Linked DNA regions of Ovis aries: region 2 is linked to region 1. Evidence: chromatin contacts called from public Hi-C data. All regions are on one chromosome and are shown on one strand. The core of a region is the stretch at or near the end of the contact, and the rest is flanking DNA. Distances in the headings are between cores, read along the strand shown. Region 1 holds the start of NVL (nuclear VCP like). Region 2 overlaps LOC114108594 (peptidyl-prolyl cis-trans isomerase A-like).

Region 1 (2,713 bases), core at 35-2,534:
TCTTCCTGACCCAGGAATCAAACCGGCGCCTCTTGCATTGCAGTTGGATTCTTTACCAACTGAGTTATCAGGGAAGCCCAAGCGATTAGGTTTGAAGTATATTTTGAAGGTAAAGCCAAGTAGGTCACTGATTAATTGGTTACAGGAAGCAAGAGTCAGAATGAGTCTTAAGATTTGGGGCCTTAACAAATGGATGGATGGTGCGATGTCATTTACTGGAATAAACAACACAAAGAACAGAACAGTTTGGAGAAGAAGATCAATACTCTAAGTTGAAATCCTATAAGATACTCATGAGCAGATGTTGAGTAGGCAGCTGGATATATCAATCTGGAATTCAAGATAAAATCAGCACTGGGTTATAAGATAAATTTTGAAGTCATGAATGAATGTGTAATATTTAAAGGTACTAGACTGGATGAGATCACCTAGAAGTGTGCATAGGTAGAATATAAAGAGAAGGTAAAAGCACAGGTGCTTAAGGCACTTCCAACATTTAAAGGTGACAGGAAGAAACAGATTCAAAAAACTGACGATATAGGAGCTGGAAGGGTAAAAGAAAAACAAGGTGAGAATATAGCTCTTAAAGTCTCTCTCCGTCCTTCTGAGTGCTTAGTAACCTAAATGTCCAAGGCATTTACGACACAATGCATTCCACTGACGATTATGAATTAAAAAAAAAAAGGGGGGGGCAGGTAAAGTGCCCGTTATAAAGTAAGATTCAGAGTACTTGTCTTTACTGGTGTCCGAACTTGACTCCAAGTTTCCTAAGAAAGGAAGTTAACGTATTCTTTATGACCCCGAAAGCAATTCGTCTCTACAAGGTTTCGAGGAATACTTCCTTCCCAACTTCACAAGATAGGAAATTTTAAACTCAAATGCCATCTCCACTCTCTTTACGGATCTGCACAAAAGTCAGGCAGATCCGGGCAGGCCCTCATCAAGCTGCTGCCTCTCATGGTTTCGGGCTGCGCCTTGAACCTCGGCCGCACAGTGAGGAGAAAGGGGCTTGAACCACCCGCGAAGAAGTGGAGTCGTCAACAGCCCCACGCTCGAATCCAGACTGGCACTGGCGGCAAGTCAGTCCGATCTGGAAGCCTTCCCCCCTTCTCCTAGCTACGGCGAGAAAGGGCCTCTGGGGCTCCTAAGCAGCGAACGCGGACCACTCTGAGAGCTGGCCGTGCAGCATACACACCTGGATGACGCGCTGCTTCAGTTTATTATCCACGAACCTCGCGGGCCTGGGCTTCATCGCAGATGCCTCTGCTGTTGCTGCACGAGCTTCACGTGAACCGGGGGCCTCCCCGAAGCTGCCCACGGCGATTGCCGGGCCAGCTGCCCACGGAAAGGCGCCCCAGCCGCCCTAGCCCACGCCGTTCCCTTCAAGACTTTCGTACCGCGAGTAAAGGGGAAAAAATCGCCGAGAACACGAAGGATATTTGAGAGAAGAAAGGAGTTTTTCAGAGTCTTATTTTACAGGCTTGTCCAAGAGGCCCTGGAAGACAAGGACCCATTTGAACACGCTCAACTTTATTGTTCCCGACTCTGCGGACACGCTCAGGGGCGGGAGCTGGGAGGTTCCTGAGGGGGCGTGGCCATCCACGTCTGTAAGATTTCTAGCCTGTCTAGTCGCACCGTTTGCGAATTTAGTTGATCTTGACCTGGAATCTTAAAACCGAAACTAGATAATTGTGATGATTAGATCAGGGTAAAAACACACCGCCACCCTCCTGCTTATTCCACCCAGTGACCCACGTTAGTGAGTCCCAACAAAGGGGCTTGGTGTCCGAAAAAAAAAAAAAAAAATTAGCTTAACCAGAAAACTAAACCATCTGTTACATTTGGGAATCGCTTGGTCTTATGATATTTTCGGCAGATAATTCCTTGAGCACATCCACTGGCAGACTCCATCTTGGGCTAGAAACTGCCGGGATTTTTTAAACTGTATGTATTTGCCCCCAAAGAAGTTTATCTTGCATCACAGAAGATACAAATAAAGAATCAATTTTCAAAAAATTTACTGTCTTTAGTTTCTACCTGTTTGCTTGTTTCAATCGTGTTCTCAGTATTCTTATTTGAGGTCTTGCTTGGCTTATGAGACTATTAAGTGCAGCCTATGTGTCAGAAAATTTGGGAAACTCAGCAGTGGCACAGGCCTGGAAAAGATCAGTTTTCATTCCAATCTCAAAGAAAGGCAATACCAAAAATGCTCAAACTACCGCACAATTGCACTCATCTCACATGCTAGTAAAGTAATGCTCAAAATTCTCCAAGCCAGGCTTCAGCAATACATGAACCATGAACTTCCTGATGTTCAAGCTGGTTTTAGAAAAGGCAGAGGAACCAGAGATCAAATTGCCAACATCCACTGGGTCATGGAAAAAGCAAGAGAGTTCCAGAAAAATATCTGCTTTCTTGACTATGCCAAAGCCTTTGACTGTGTGGATCACAATAAGCTGTGGACAATTCTGAAAGAGATGGGAATACCAGACCACCTGACCTGCCTCTTGAGAAACCTATATGCAAGTCAAGAAGCAACAGTTAGAACTGGACATGGAACAACAGACTGGTTCCAAATAGGAAAAGGAGTACGTCAAGGCTGTATATTGTCACCCTGCTTATTTAACTTATATGAGAAACATCATGAGTACATCATGAGATGTACTTATATGAGTATATCATGAGAAATGCTGGGCTGGATGAAGCACAAGCT
Region 2 (2,880 bases), core at 237-2,736, 120 kb after region 1:
AGCATTTGGCTTGTATATTCTGTTTGAAACATCAAACATAATGCATGGTCATATTTGAATATGGACACTACTTATGTTTTAATAATAACTGGCATTTTTATTATGTCTGTGGCACCACAGGTGTATCATTTTAAATTATGTATATAGCATTTAAGGTGTATAGTGACTTATATAATTACTGTTGCTTCATGTGGCCTACATAGGATGTACCAATTTAGCAGATGATGTCACTCAAATCACATGAAAACTCCCCTTAGAATTCCCTGGTGGTCCAGTGGCTAACACTCTGCGCTGTCTGTGCAGGGGGACTCCATTCAGTCCCTGGTTTGGGCACTAGGATTCTGCATGCTACTGGTACCCCTCCACCCACCCCAAAATAGTCCCCTTAATCTTCCTGTCTGAATTCATGGAAATCACAAGTCTGGAGAAGTATTTTCATACCAATAACATTGTCCATGAAATCTTGACAACTTCTTACCTTCTCCCCTCTCCTTACACCACCTTCTCCCACAAGCTTGGCATCGCTTCACAGTAAAGGTCCACCCATGACAAGCCCCAGTGTGTAGTGGGTCTGAACCCTTGCCTGGATCCACAGCCAGAAATGGGATGTGGTCCAAGGAACAGCCTAGACGAGTGCCAACAGGGACACGTGGCAAGGGTTCTCCTTGCTTTCTGACACTCTTCAGCTGTCGTCTCCCAGGGAAGAGGAGCCTTGGCCATCATCCCCTCCTCCTACAAGTCTGTGTTGTAACTGCCTCAACATCCCCTTTTGGCTGAGTTGGTGAATCCAAGAAGGGTAATGCTTGCCATGAGCATCAGCTGGAGTCCTCCACAGTATGTTGACTCCACTAGAGCCGGGTGGGTGGTGCCAGCGAGGTGGCTGGGCCCCTAGAGGAAGCGTGTAACTAACCCTGGGCAACAGCCTGAAGACTTTGGTGGCAGACGCCCCGCCCTGTGCTCTCAAGCGTGGGCGGGTGCATGTTTTCTAGGCCAGCAGCTCTAGAGGACAGCCAACAGGCTCCACCATCAGTTCTGGTAAAGGAAATATATGCGAGGAGGCCAAACTGGAAGTGAATAAGAGACCATGATGTTCAAGGTTAGATAGGAAGAGCTCCTGACGCAGAAGTGGGTTTTCCCTTTTAAAATGAAGATGGCCACAGCTGATGTGGCCTCCTGTGTGTCCTCTGGTGATCACCATCCTCTAGTCTCCTACTGAGGAGAGGGGAGATGGCCTTGGATTCCCAAAGTAGCCTCACAAAGGGAGGAGGCCCAACTCCGCCCAGCCATTTTCACATTTCCCCTGTGAAATTCACCAGCACTCGGAGCTCTGAAGATCCAAGCGTGCTCACCTGAGTGGCAGTCTGTGAGTGGCAGTCTGTGGGGAGAGAACGTAAGATTTCTTTCCTGCTGCTCCCTTTACTGTCTCCCTACGGAGCCCTAAGTAGACAAAATATTGGGCCAAAGGGCCAAATAATCTTGTTTGGGGAATCTCAGCATCTCATTTTCCAGCCAAGCACTTTCCCCATCCTGTAACTTTCCAGTTGTAATTCGGGGAATATTATTGATAACTCTGACACCTGGTGGTCACTTCAAAAACTGCACTCTGGGAGGATCGACAGTCTTCTGATTACTTTTAAGTTTTTGTTTTTCCGGTTCCAATTTCAATGTAAATAAGATATACTTTATACCTTAGTTAGTCTTACTAATTGAATTATTTATGAGTAAAATTCTTGAGAATGCATTTAACAGAATACACTTGTATAAAACATTTCTGTAAAGACATACCCCAAACTGCATGTTACGGTCCTTGGAGTGAAGCTAGGTTTGGAGGGGAGGGGGAACTTATTTACTTTACACCCACTAGTTATGTCTGAAATTGATTTTAAGCGGGAAGGAAGGGTTACTCTGAGTGTGGCTGGAGGACCCCACTTGGGCAGGAGGCCCGGAAGTCCAGGATATTCCCCTCCAGGGCTCCGACCCTCTCCTGGTTTTGTGTCCAGGGACCTGTAGTGCTTTCATGTGTTTGGAGGGCGTGGAGTATGGCTGGCCTCCCTCTGATCTTGTTCACTGTTGGTGGTGGGGGAGCCCAGCAGCTGAGCAGAGGCCGGTCCTGGGGAGCCGAGTGGCCAGAGTGCTGAAGCAGGGAAAAATTCCCCTCTCTCTTGATGGTCACGGGCTTCCCTGGTGGCGCAAGTGGTAAAGAACCTGCCTGCCAATGCAGGTGACATAAGAGATGCATGTCTGATCCCTGGGTCGGGAAGGTCCCTTGGAGGAGGGCTCGGCAACCCACTCCAGTATTCTTGCTTGGGAAATCTCATGGACAGAGGAACCTGGCGGGGTACAGTCCATAGGGTCACAAAGAGTCCAACACGACTGAGGCGACTTAGGAGGCATGCACGTTGGTGGTCACAGTAGTGAAGGAAGCAGCCATCCTGCCAGGTGTGGGCTGCCCGCTCCCCGAGGTCGTGCTCCGCGGTGGGGCTCCAGCCTCAAATGGGGCTCCACTCATTTGAGTTTCTGACGCCTCGCAGGTGTAAGGCACCCGGAGCTAAACTTCACAAGGTGTGTGAGGCGAGGCCCCTTGAGGTGCGGGGCAAAAGCTCCCCAGATTTTAACCCCAGAGAAGTGGGCTGGGGGCAGATGTGGCCTGGGCCTGGCTGGCAGGAGCGCCCGGTCTGACAAAAGCCGTCGCCTTTTGACTAGCTTCTCTGTGCCTCTTACTGAGCAGCACCAGCATTGCCTTCTGCTCTTGAACACACCTCCCACCGCTTTCCCACCACTCCCGCTCATGATAACGTGCCTTCATGAGGGCGCGTGTGTTGCACGTAGCCACTTTCCAAGTATGTGCTCTGGACAGCAAACACTCCTCTCGCATGACTG

Evidence for each region. A called contact is a pair of places that touch in the nucleus more often than the background predicts.
Region 2: a Hi-C map of tail adipose tissue shows a contact between it and region 1, with 2.4 times the contacts expected there. The contact joins the enhancer-like site here to the promoter of NVL in region 1. A contact is called at or near these places in 2 of 16 Hi-C or Micro-C datasets (hypothalamus and tail adipose tissue).

What each region holds. Positions count from the first base shown.
Region 1 is chr12:26,727,652-26,730,364 of ARS-UI_Ramb_v3.0, forward strand. NVL (nuclear VCP like) reads right to left here and starts at 1,285. Exons shown (of 24, transcript XM_060396352.1): 1 at 1,196-1,285.
Region 2 is chr12:26,843,910-26,846,789 of ARS-UI_Ramb_v3.0, forward strand. All of the region lies in intron 1 of LOC114108594 (peptidyl-prolyl cis-trans isomerase A-like), which reads left to right. Among named protein-coding and RNA genes, the nearest start is that of WDR26, 22 kb to the left of the region's middle. Within about 2 kb of position 1,487, at least 2 of the 54 cell types and tissues checked have an H3K27ac peak or open chromatin away from gene starts, as enhancers often do. A contact at or near this core is called in tail adipose tissue, where this site is marked.